Regions from separate parts of the Zea mays genome. Here all the other regions are linked to region 2. The links are chromatin contacts, called in public Hi-C maps. All regions are on one chromosome and are shown on one strand. Each heading gives the region's core, a stretch centred on a gene start, on an enhancer-like site or on the middle of the called end of the contact. The rest is flanking DNA. Distances are from core to core; before and after follow the strand shown.

What was found. Hi-C and Micro-C count contacts between places; a contact is called where the count stands out from the background.
Region 1: a contact with region 2 is called in a Hi-C map of ear, with 1.6 times the contacts expected there. The contact joins the promoter of LOC541873 here to the promoter of LOC100285980 in region 2. A contact is called at or near these places in 3 of 25 Hi-C or Micro-C datasets (ear, leaf and tassel).
Region 3: a Hi-C map of leaf shows a contact between it and region 2, with 4 times the contacts expected there. The contact joins the promoter of LOC100279076 here to the promoter of LOC100285980 in region 2. A contact is called at or near these places in 5 of 25 Hi-C or Micro-C datasets (bundle sheath, ear, leaf and 1 more).

The regions. Positions count from the first base shown.
Region 1 is chr9:152,473,607-152,477,650 of Zm-B73-REFERENCE-NAM-5.0, forward strand. It overlaps LOC541873 (homocysteine S-methyltransferase 1), which reads right to left and starts at 1,366. Exons shown (of 7, transcript NM_001111541.1): 1 at 1,105-1,366. The coding sequence starts at 1,257.
Region 2 is chr9:152,299,101-152,303,512 of Zm-B73-REFERENCE-NAM-5.0, forward strand. It overlaps LOC100285980, which reads left to right and starts at 2,221. Exons shown (of 2, transcript NM_001158869.2): 1 at 2,221-3,755. The coding sequence starts at 2,363.
Region 3 is chr9:152,434,660-152,438,830 of Zm-B73-REFERENCE-NAM-5.0, forward strand. LOC100279076 reads right to left here and starts at 2,751. Exons shown (of 1, transcript NM_001152127.2): 1 at 2,021-2,751. The coding sequence starts at 2,589. The coding sequence ends at 2,125. It overlaps LOC100283770 (glucan endo-1,3-beta-glucosidase 3), which reads right to left. Exons shown (of 3, transcript NM_001156669.2): 2 at 3,379-4,171; 3 at 2,917-3,278. The coding sequence ends at 3,097.

The DNA.
Region 1 (4,044 bases), core at 116-2,615, 170 kb after region 2:
ATCCCATTCTCACATTATAAACTTTTGTCAAAGTCGACAAGAACCTTTTGCAAATGGTTTAATGCAACAGTTAACTAATTCATACGAATTAGGACTACTAGATCAATATGTGGGCCCCACATCAAAGTCAGACCTTAGAAACAAAAGCTCGCATTGACACCTTAAAAATTTATCGGAATTGATTGAAACTTGTCAAACAGGATTCAAAAGATCACGAAAATAATCTGTGTCAGCACATGGGACCACTCAAAAATCAGACCCTAAAAATAAGAGTTCACGTTCATATCTTAAAATTTTATCGAAATTGATTGAAATCTGTTAAGTATTTACAAAATATTATGAAGCTGGCGTTCATATCTTAATTTTTTAATAAAATGAAATAAAATTTGTTAAATAGGATCCAAAATACTATGAAGCTAATATGTGGCAGTTAGCACGGCAAGATCTACACAAGCGACCCAGATCAAAAGCCAAACCCTAGAAATAAAAATTTGCATCCGCACCGCACCTTAAATTTTTAACAAAGTTAACTAAAATTTATTAGATAAGATTCAAAGTACCATAACGCTACTCTATACGAATTAGTGTGCTAAGATAAACACAACACATGGACCCCCACCTTAAATTAACGTACTGCCTATGTAATTTGTGTTACACTCAGTGACTAAGTCTATCTCAAATCAATATAAATGTAAAGTACAATAATGAAAAATGCAACATCAACCTATGAGTTCAACCCATTCAACCCCCCCCCCCCCCCCCCCCCCCCCCAAAAAAAAGTACCAAATCCTAAATCACCCAGCCCAATTTTCTGTTAAAACCAACCCAGCCCGTTCCCTCCCATCTAAAATGCACCCACTTAAAAACCAAACCGATTAAACCTACATGAACCCAACCCATTAACAACATGCGCAAACTCAGTATCTGCAGGATCACATTCACATCTAGCGCAGCAATAGTTTATTTCTCGTGGGTACTCGTGGAGAACAGAAACACAGCAAACAGATGGCGCCTGTTGGGGGTCGCACGCATTGCATCGCAACTGCAAACATACAGCGTAAAACATGCCGGCCCGGCGGGTCGTTGGCCCAGAGCTGTTATTACCTCCTTGACGAGGTGCGGCCTGGTGATGAGGCAAGCGGCGCTCCAGAGCGGGTCGTTGATGTCGGCGCCGAGCGCCTCTAGCTGCGTGGCGAAGCCGCCGTCGATGACCGCGCACCCGCCCGCTCTCGCCACGAGGTCCTCCAACACCCCCATCCCGGCCGGTTCAATCAAGCCGAGCCCGAGCGCGGCGCGACTAGTCGGGCCGCCGCACGCAGCAACGGGAGTCGGGCGCGGGATATGCAGAGCCAGCAGCGGACGGGACGGGAGCGGTAGGGAGACGGAGAGGGATGTATATATATCGGTGAGAATGAGATGGTTTAGGCCTTTAGGGTAGGTACACGACCACTAAATTTGGCGAGAAGCAAAGCAATCCGATCGAGCGTGGCAACGAACGCGGACTGGTTTCTGGGGTAGGTGCGCTCGCAGAACAGCTGGACCATCCAGGTCCAGTCCAGGACCACGACGGTATGCCGTTGCTTCGCGTTTGAACCCGGCGCACTTTCAACGATATGCCGTATTGTAACCGGAATTTTGTTGTCTTTCTTAACACGAGAAATTTTCTCTTGCTGACGCAAACTGTATTTCCACAGTTTCATCGGGATGGGGTGGGCGGTGCAGCAGAGGGAGATGGTCAGCGGGTAAAATTGGAAAAAAGTATATTTTATCTCTCTCGATCACACAAAACTCATATTTCCTCCCTTAACTATAAAATCAGATATAACTCCTCACTTATCTTTCAAGATCCGACGTGACCTCCTGGCTGTTTACGTGATGTTTTTCTTCTTTTTCATTTAATTTACTTGAATTTGTGATAAATCTCAGTAAAACTAATTTAGTTGTAAATTTATCTAAATAAATCTATAACTCAGTCATATGAGCATAACCTTTTTACTATAACTCAAACATGCAATGAATTGTCAGCCATAAAATGAACTCTCTTTTTTTTTGCGGTAAATTTCGACATTTTTTTTTTTTTTTGCAGCTACATACATACTGTGGCCAGCCCAATGTTCTCATAGAAGACCGTCCTCTTCTAGTCTTCTTAGACGTGACGTATCGGAGGACAGTGCAGTGCACTCCAAGAGTTGGGCGCGGTGCAACCACCCAAGAGTGCCGAAGGTGTGGTAATCGGTTCATTACACACCACGGTATCCGGCAACATTCAACTGAACCTACCCCAGAATGAACCGAGCCAACAGAACTGGACTTCGTTGCCTTGCTGCTTGCTTCATTCCACAAAATGCGAAACGTGGGTAGCGAGGCAGTCCATCGATTCAGTTTGCGCCACCACCATGGACTTCTGTTCCTTTTCCAAGCCTGGCTCCAACAAAAGCTCCTACAGCCTACTGTACTCTAAATATAGAGGATCAAACGATCCTCTACGCTCTCCAGTAGCGTCCTCTAAATTTAGAGAACGCTGCTGGATTCTCTCTCTATGTATAGTTTTTTTTCTAAACGGTCCTCTATCTATTTGAAAACTTTAAATAATCGATTTAGTAAAACTAAAATATGTACAATAAATTTAAGAGTATGACAAATATGTATATACAAAAAGTAAAAAATAAAAAATGTCTCTAATATAGATATTTGCGTATAGAGGACGTGATTTATATTTTAGAGAACGTTGTTGGAGAGGAAAGAGATATAGAAGATAAAATCTTTTAGAGAAGACTGCAAAGAATGAATATAGATGATGGATATAAAGTGCGTTGCTGCGTAACGTAATAAGTTTTGTCGGCTAGAAGTGGCAGTAGACCATCTAGACCTTGTAAACGCACACACCAAGCAAACGCACATGATCTCACTTCGGCCCAAAATGATTGTGTACGTCAGACCCATTTGGCCCATCAGGCCTCCGTCCAGCTCCCTCCCTGCCAGGCTGCCACCGCGTGACCGTCCGCCAACACAAGGAATTCTCTCACGTGCCGCGCGGACGGCGGACATCCGAGAAGACGTCCCAACGCCCCCCGCAGATGGGATGAAAATGGTATCGTTTTTTAAAATTCTGGAAACTATTTTTAATTTTTAATTAGATTCATCGATAATAGTATTTTTTGAAATAGAATTGGTTATTGAAATTTTGTATCAAAATCGGTGTTGTGTTTTACGGACTATTTCCTTCAGTAACCGAATTTAGGTCTCAGAATTTTTCGGAATTAGGTCTCAGAATTTTCCATAATTTTTAAAAGGTGTGGACCTGTGAACTTTTGTGAGAAATTGTTATATTATGAACTTATGATCTTTGTTATATCGTGAAAACTATTTAACATTGATGTATCGTTAATAATGTCAAAAGGTATATGTAAACATACTACGAAGTAGTTTTAACACGTTATTAGAAATATTAAAATCAACTAATTAGAACTAGTCATGGATAGAAAAAAGTTTAGATAGGTTCACTATATATTGTTCTCTGTGGTTACGAATAAATATCGAATATTCTATATTTTTATCGAATATGGATCTGAATCAGATAGAAAAAAAATAATGATTAAATTCAGGTATGTTTATTTAGTGTTTGTATTAAAAATTATTCGAATATATATTTCTTATTTTCTTTCCCTAATTCCCTACACGTCATCAACTCCGCGCGCGCGCGGCTGCTGAAACGTGCCTCGCCCATCCTACTACGCCGACGGGCCGTCGCCCCATGCGTCGGCAACCGCGCAACACGACGTGCCGCGACGCGTGGGCCGGTCGTGCAGTTTTTTTTTTTTTTTGACGTCGGCTGTCCGGTTTCGGCCGCGAACTCAGACCGGCCCGGGCTGAAATCAGCGTCGACGAGAACGTGCCGGTCCGTACGGCGAAACGGGAAAAAAAACAAGCGCCTTTGACGCTTTGTGGCCGCGCCAGAGCTCGAATCGGAGTTGGTCTCGTCGTCAGGCTCAGGCCGGGCGTGCAGGTGCAGGCGCAGCCATGGCCCATGGGCAAACTGAAAGC
Region 2 (4,412 bases), core at 971-3,470:
GAAGATGGTTGTTGAGGACTAAATTTGACCCAGAGCTAAAAGGTCGTTTGGTTTGAGAAATCACTCTATCTAAAATGAGATAGTGCATCATGAATATATTTCTTAAACTTGGTGTGATGACCGTGTTCCTCATGTTATACTAACTAACTATGAAAAATGAGTTAGTGATGGATTAACTCATTTCATTCCACAAACCAATCAAAAAAAATTAAGAGTGAGAAAATAATAAACTAGCTTATTCCTTCAACCAAACACCCTATAAAGTAACGAGCTGGTGGTTCACTTGGCTTTAATCTAGATATCAATGATCATGAAAAATACATTGAAGTCTTGAGAGGAGAGGGGGAGGACAGAGGACACAGCTCCTCTACCGTAATGTCCTACGGCTGACGCGTGGGCCAGGTTACGGTAGACCCACACGCTAACCGCCTTCTACCGTAACATTCACGGATTTTACGGCAGAGGATCTTGCCGGGGGATGGAGCTCAGCCTTGCCAAGGTCGATTCTGTTGAGTTTGTGATCTAAATTCTGAAGATTGCGACCAAGTTGGTGAGCGAATCGGAGGCTCGTCGCCGGGAGGTTTGGGCCAGAGCGCAGCGATGCCAACTGGCCTTCCCGCGGCCCAGGGACGCCTGGGGTGCGGGGGGGGGGGGTACGGATCGTTTCCCTACTCGTTTTAGGGTTTCACCTCTATAAATATCTTTGTAAGCCGCAGGAGATAATCATCTCAATTGTAAATCTCCTGCGATCTGTAACCACCTGAAAAAAATGAGAAGTTGTTGGCCGGCGCCCGTGGTTTTTCCCTTCGCTTTAGAGGGTTTTTCCACGTTAAATCTGTGTCTTCTCTGTGATTGATCCCCTTTGTGTCGTATTCATTTATAACAGATTCCTGTGTTGTGCTGCAACTACCCTAGCCGATCTCGATATGACTAGTTTAGGATCTTGTTAGCCTGGTTCCTATACACCTTAGAGCATCTCCAACATAGTGAATCTAAATAATGCTAAAAAATCAAATACTATATCATTCAAAGCGACACTAAAAATAAATTGTGTTTCTATAGTTAAGTCCTAAATCATGTATTTTTTGTGAGTGAATTAAAGAAAATATTGAAAATGATATAGAAAATAATGATATGACACTAGTCTGGGTGCGAAATATTTGAGTCACTTTATGGAGTGCCTTACATTTTTTTGCCATTTTTTTAAAAATCGAACACTATTTGAGTTGTTTTTTATGAATTGGGATATTTTAAGATAGAGCTACTATTTTAAGGTATTATTGGAAATGTTGTTAGGCTATCTTTAATTATCACTACATTTCTTCTGTTACATGTATTTTCTATTATATTTTACTATACCATCCTAAAATACCATCCTAAAAGATAGTTCCTTATATACAGGATGTCTCTAATCATTGATCCTACTTGGATCCTCTATTTATTATAATTAAATTATTTAATATAACATCTGTTTTTAAATATTTATCTTGCTCTAGTTTATTTTTAACTAAAACGCGACAGAAAAAAAAACGGAAGTAATATGTTTTAGGACTTTGGAGTTGTCCTATGAGAAACCTTACGCTGTAAGCTTTAAAAATGATACTCATGTATGTGGTTCGAACTCGCCTACGATGCCACGCTGGAGCGCAGCATGACAAATTACCTCCGTGTATGTGTATATGCATCCATCGTGTGTTAAATTGTTTTGATAGATTTAAGATTAAATTTTTACATTAAACTCCTCCAACATATATAGATTAAAGTGAAGAATATTTGACACCTAAACAAAACCTGAAGAATATTTACATAGGGAATTTCTTACTGTCAAATGCATTCTAGCAAACGCTATATAGACTGACAAATCAACATGAGGAGTAGCAGGGCAAAGGATCAGAAGAAATTCGAATGTCTCGGTGGCCGCTCAACTTATCTACCATAACCATTGTTTTTTTTCATAACTGAAATCATGAGGAAATTTATACTAATTGCCCTTGCTCCTGTCCAGCCGGTCCCACATACAGACTTAAAAACAGAACAACTGCCATGTTGCCCTTTTCTCCCAGTAGCATTGGATGGAAAGCGAAAATCCTCCAACCAAGCTCCAGTAAGAGCCACCTGCAGCGGCTATCATTAAAGCAATCAGGCCAGGCGTTAAGCCAATGAGCTCTCCGAATCCCACCTTTAATCAGCTCCTCCAGCTCCCAAACCTTCCATTATAACGCATAAATCCGTGCTCACTCTATTTCTACTGCTTCTAGTACTCTCCCCACAAGCATCCCCCTCCATGATAGTGCTTCCTCTGAGCTAAGGCTCTCTCACCTAAACACCCGCTCACCCCAAGTCCACGCCGGCGATTGCCGCAATGCCGGCGCCGGCAGCGGGCTTGTCCGTCCTGGTGCTCTTCGTCTTCGCCGCCGCCCTGCCGGCCCTTTCTGCCGATGACCTCAACACCGACGCGCAGGCGCTGCAGGCGCTACGCTCGGCGGTCGGCCGCTCCGCGCTGCCATCGTGGAACAGCAGCACGCCCACGTGCCAGTGGCAGGGCGTCACCTGCGAGAGCGGCCGCGTCGTCGAGCTCCGCCTCCCCGGCGCCGGGCTCATGGGCAACCTCCCTTCGGGCGTGCTCGGCAACCTGTCGGCGCTCCGCACGCTCTCCCTCCGGTACAACGCGCTCACGGGGCCCATTCCGGACGACCTCTCCCGCCTGTCCGAGCTCAGGGCCATCTACTTCCAGCACAACAGCTTCTCCGGCGAGGTCCCGGCATCGCTGTTCGAGCTCAAGAACCTCGTGAGGCTGGACATCGCGGGGAACAAGTTCAGCGGCAAGATCTCGCAAGACTTCAACAAGCTGATCCGCCTCGGAACGCTGTACCTCGACGGGAACAGCTTCACCGGCGAGATCCCCAAGCTGCAGCTGCCTGCATTGGAGCAGTTCAACGTGTCGTACAACCAGCTCAACGGGTCCATCCCCAACACGCTCCGGAAGATGCCCAAAGACTCATTCTTAGGCAACACGGGCCTCTGCGGCGGTCCACTCGGCCTGTGCCCCGGCGAGTCCGCGCCCACGCCGGCCGGAGCGCCGGAGTCGCAGCCAGGCGCGGGCGGTGCAGGCGACGTCGGTGGCGGCAAGAAGAAGAAGCTCTCCGGCGGCGCCATCGCTGGCATTGCCATCGGCTCTGTGTTCGGCGTGCTGCTCTTGCTCGCCCTGCTTTTCTTCCTCTGCCGGAAGAGGTCCAGCGCGCCACGGTCGGCGGCGGCGGCGGCGGAGAAGGGGCGGGAACTCGGCATGGGGCCGATGGATGTCGAGCCAAAGGGACAGAACGGCTCAGCAGGCGGCCACAACGGCGTTGCGGCGGCCGTCGCAGTTCCTACCGCCGCCGCTGCCGCCGCTGTGGCTACGGCGGCAGCAAAGACCGGCGGGTCGACCGGGTCCAAGAAGCTCATCTTCTTCGGCCCCATGGCGGCGGCCCCGCCGTTCGACCTGGAGGACCTGCTGCGCGCCTCGGCGGAGGTGCTTGGCAAGGGCGCGTTCGGGACGGCGTACAAGGCGGTGATGGAGAACGGGTCCGCCGTGGCGGTGAAGCGGCTCAAGGACGTGGACCTCCCGGAGCCGGAGTTCCGGGAGCGCATCGCGGCCATCGGCGCCGTGCAGCACGAGCTGGTGGTGCCCCTCCGCGCCTACTACTTCAGCAAGGACGAGAAGCTCCTCGTCTACGACTACATGTCCATGGGCAGCCTCTCCGCCCTGCTGCACGGTAAAATTTCCCGCCTTCCACCATTTTTACCGTTTCTTCCTGACGAGGTCGTTACCCCCGTACTGTCGGTGGGCGGGTTGGGCGAGGACGATCGTTTCGCCATACACAGCCTGGCAATATTCTGTGACAGGTGAAGAGGGAGAAAAATCCCTCCATCCGGATTGGTGGCGGCCCTCAATCAATTCGCTGGAACCTAATCTTCTGCCTGCCCCACGTTGCATCCGGTCCCCTACTCCCCTTGCAACCGAGCCCCGCCCCGCCCCCCGGGGGTATTGCGTGTTTTCCGTCATGCCAGTGCAGCCATGGCGCGGCGTAGTTGCTGTGTCGCTGCGAACGAACCAACTGTTTGCTAGCAATTGGTTATAGCGGCATTGGCAGCTAGCCCAGATAGTCGAGTTTAAGGCCAGACGTGACAACCATGACTGGTCCTGGAGACCGCCGTTTCGAGGCCAGCTCCTCCACCCACCCACCCCTGCCTTGCTTGGTCCTTTGAACATCTCTCTATAGTTTCTACTTTCTAAATGCTGAGCACTGAACCGGTAGTAGATTCGTGGAGGCAAAGTCCCAGGGCAAGTTGCGCATGTGAGCCGGTGTCCGGAGTTGCAGGCCGGGCCGGCTAGGGTAGTTTCGCTGATCCATGTGACATTAGTTGGCGCC
Region 3 (4,171 bases), core at 1,501-4,000, 140 kb after region 2:
AGACCATTTTGACGAGGTCAACCATGGAAGCCGAGCTAGCTGCACTTGACACAGCAACCGTTGAGGCAGAATGGTTGCGTGAACTCTTGATGGACTTGCCGGTGGTTGAGAAACCAATACCAGCTATCCTTATGAACTGTGACAATCAGACAGTGATTGCTAAAGTGACGAGTTCTAAGGATAATGGAAAGTCATCAAGACATGTCAAAAGACGATTGAAGTCTGTCAGAAAGTTGAGAAACTCCGGAGTTATAAGTGTGACTTATATTTCAACAGATAAAAATCTGGCAGATCCTTTTACCAAGGGACTACCACGTAATGTGATAGAAATCGCATCGAGAGAGATGGGTATGAGACCCGAATAAAGTTGCCATGGTGGAAACCCAGTCTATGTGATCGGAGATCCCGTGAATTAGGTCCTGGGAAGAACAAGCCATTGGTGAACTGAGGAGAGTAACTTTTGACCCTCTCTAAGTAAAGATGCAATACTCTCAAATGCTGTAAGGCAGGTTGGCTTTGTGCCTTAATGTGTTCTGTTGGCTTGTATTAGCGAAGATGTTGTCCTGCAGAACATTCTTTGAAAGAACACACCTATATGAGTTAGACTGTCTAACGTCGCAGTCTATGAGATTTGGGTGATCTCTAGTAAACTCATGAAGAGACCTTGGAGTACGACGTATATGCTCCACCCGAGAAGGGGACTACTGGTAGCCAAGTACTGGTCATGACTTCAAGTGAAACCCATTCACGCAAAACTTGCAATTCAAGGCATAGTCCATTGTCCAAGTTGTGGGTTGGTGTAACTTGGAGTTCTAGGCGGAAGTTCAACTTAACAGTCTCTGCTGAAAAACTAGTATATTAAACGGTAGTGAACAGTGGCGAAAACTGCAGATGGGCATTTGAGATCTGGTGGGGGATTGTTAGGATTTATGGGCTTGGCCCAATTAAGAATTTCTAATAATTTTAGGAAAATCTCAAAAGCCCATATAAGTGGATGGCAAAGGGATAGGTGGAACCAATAGCACCATATTGCTAGCTCTTGTGGAGTAGAGCTAGCTTAAATATGGAAGCCACACTCACTCACCAAGTCATGGATGAGAGGAGAGAGTGTGGAGAGCCACACGCGCGCGCTCGCTCGCCTCGCGTGGCCTGGCCTGGCCTGGCCTGGCCTGGCCTGGCCGGGCCGGGGCAGGGCGAAGGGCGCGGGCGCACGACATGCGCGTGAATGGTCCGCCGAAATCCGGCCCCTCGCCTTGCGGGGGGCGCGGCTACCTTTTGCCGTTTGATTTTTTGGTTTCTTGGCTGTTACGCTTATCCTAACCGATCGCTACAAAATCTCAACTGATTGCGAGATTTTCGTGGGCGGATAAGCACGGGGGGTCGCGGACTCGACCCTATAAAAGGAGCCCGGCAGCCAGCCTCCAAATCATCCCCAGATTCCAGTTCGCTTTCGCCTCTCTTCATAGCTGAGCCGCCTTTTAGTTCCCTTCGTCCCGACCGCAGAGGTGCATCTGCGATCAGGAGAGCAGGTCTCCGGAACCCTTCGTCTTCTAGATCCTGCACCGGGAGAGGGCGAATAAGGTTTTTGGGAAGCGTCTTCACGCGACTGCTCGTGATCTTCTGACATCGTCGACCCAGCTGATCCTGGCGCGCGCCAACAATCAGTAAGTCTAATCAGTACGCATCATCTGATTTGGCTTTTATTTCAGTTCTTCTGATTTGGTCATGATTTATATTCGGAATTTAATTTGGAATTTGTCTAATTATTCAACAGGAACATCGGAAGAGGCCTTCCGCTTTCCCTGTAGCCACGCTACCAAATCTTACCGTATCCTTCTATCTCTCCCTCCCGCACCCGCGGAAGAAAAGCAGGAGCTGTATTCTTCAACAAGAGAGCAAGATTTCACGAGGAAACGCCAAGAGAAGAGAGCACAACGCAGAGGGTAGGAAGAAAGCACCATTCCTCTTGCCTTTGGTTCGGTGTGGTTAAAGCAAGAATAATCATCATCGAGCCATCGAATCGTCGTCACGGATTCAAGATATAACTGATTAATCCAAACAAAATCATTTAGAGAAAAACAACAACAAAAATAGATGCAAACAACCAACAACAAATCTCGTTATTCACAAGTGTAAGGGAAGGGAATTGTTGGACCCACGAGAGAAAACGCGAGGAGCTATAGAAAGAAGACGCATGTCCAGAGGTCCAGGTGTATGATCTCGCATCTCTTCGGTAACCAAAGCCAGGATGCGCACAGCTGCGACCAGGGCTTCAGAACTTTCAAAACTCGAAGAGTGCCCGAGCAGAGAACGTCTTGAAGTAAACCAATCGAAGAAACGAGAACAAGATTTCACCCTACGTGAGCATAGCGACTCGAAAAACAAAGCAACAAAAAAAATGGTTGTGGTCGTTGCAAGGAGATCGTTGCAGGGTGATGAAGGCGGCGACGCGGAGGAAAAACCAGACCGATGCCCTTTGGCCTTTGCCCTGTTATATACAGGGCGCTCGCACGGCTGAAAAGGGCAAATTACAGCTACACCCATTCCGGCCGCGTGGGCCAAAAAATGATTGTGGTCGGCCCATCCCATCTAGCTGAGGCACGCCGCCGCACGTTGACAGAGGCGTGCAGGGCCGTTGCCGTCTTTGGATGCCAATGGACCGTAGCTGCTTCGTCTCTAAAAAGGATGAACACGATACACCTGATTACTCCCGCCCGGGGTAGCTGGTGTTGTGCTTTGTTAGTTCTGAACTTCGATGCTGATTAACCTTTGCTGCAACACACTGGTTTCGACACAAGTCGGTGGTGAACAATGGCCAGTATTTTCCGACCCTAGCGTTGTGTGTTGTAACAATCTCTACCTGAAACCCTAAGCATCCTCTTTGCTCAGTCATCACGATCAACCGGAGCAATTGCGGGGAAGCAAACCAATTTCCGTTCGATGCCAATAGAGAAACCCAGCAGATGACAAGAGCATCAGAACAGAAGCACATCCGCCTCCGTTCCACAGCAAAAAGAATCATCCCTCCTTCACGACGAATGCCTAACTCTGCAAAGACTGCATTGATTCCAGGGTGCCTAGTAGCTCTAGTAGTAACTACAACAGGAGGAGGGCGCTGAAGAGCAGCGCTGCGGAGACGATGCGGACGAGTGACGAGACGTCGCCGAACTCCCGGTGCGCGCCGGAGCCTCCCTCCGTGGAGTTCGACGACGGCGCCAGCGAGGTGCCGTTCATCAACGACGTCCCGTTCTTCCCACCATAAACACAAGATCCGTGGCCTGAAGAAAGAAGCACCAGACACGCAAACGCAACACAACGAATGAGTCAAACCATGCCAGCAGCAGCAGAGGCATAATGCATGGTGATCTTCTTTCTTACTCGGGTCGGTCGTCGTGACGACCGCGACGCCGCTGAAGTAGCACGTCCCGGAGCCCATTCCCATGCCGTGGTAGTAGGCGTTGAAGGCGTACGTGGCGTGCGCCTCCACGGTGTCCGGGTCGTAGCACGGCTGGCCCTGCATCAGCACGGAGCAGTCCACCTTCCCGGGGCCGCACGCCCAGTCCAGCGCCGCCTGCAACATCTTGGGGTCCGCGCCCTCCCGCGCCACGCAGTAGGTCTGGTTCGTCGTGTCGTTGGCCAGCAGGACGCCGGAGCCCGTCAGGTGCAGGGTGTAGGCCGGGACGCCGTTCATGTCGAACAGGCCCCAGTACTTCTCCGACGTGGAGCCGGGCCGGGTGTCCTCGTCGTACAGCTCGTAGATGTAGGTCGGCACGGCCACCCTGGGGTGCTTCGGCGTGCCGGTGCTGTTCATCACGTGCCGGATGAGGTTGCTGTTGTACGTGTCGGCGTTGTCGGAGGTGGCGTCGGGCTCCGAGGAAGGGTCGCCCTTGTGCGGCCACCCGGTCTCCGTCACCATCACCGGCACGTTGGTGACATTGAGGTACGCCATGGCGAAGTAGGCGGCGTCCACCACCGCGTCGAACACGTTGGTGTAGTGCAGCAGGGTGTTGGCGTCCACGGCCTCCTTGTTGGCCGGCAGCGGCCGGAACAGCGCGTAGTCCAGCGGGATGACGCCGTTGGAGCGCATGTAGTCGTAGTAAGGGTACACGTTGAGCATGAGCGGCGACCCCGTGGACTGCAGGAACTTGAGCATCGGCACCAGCACGCTGTC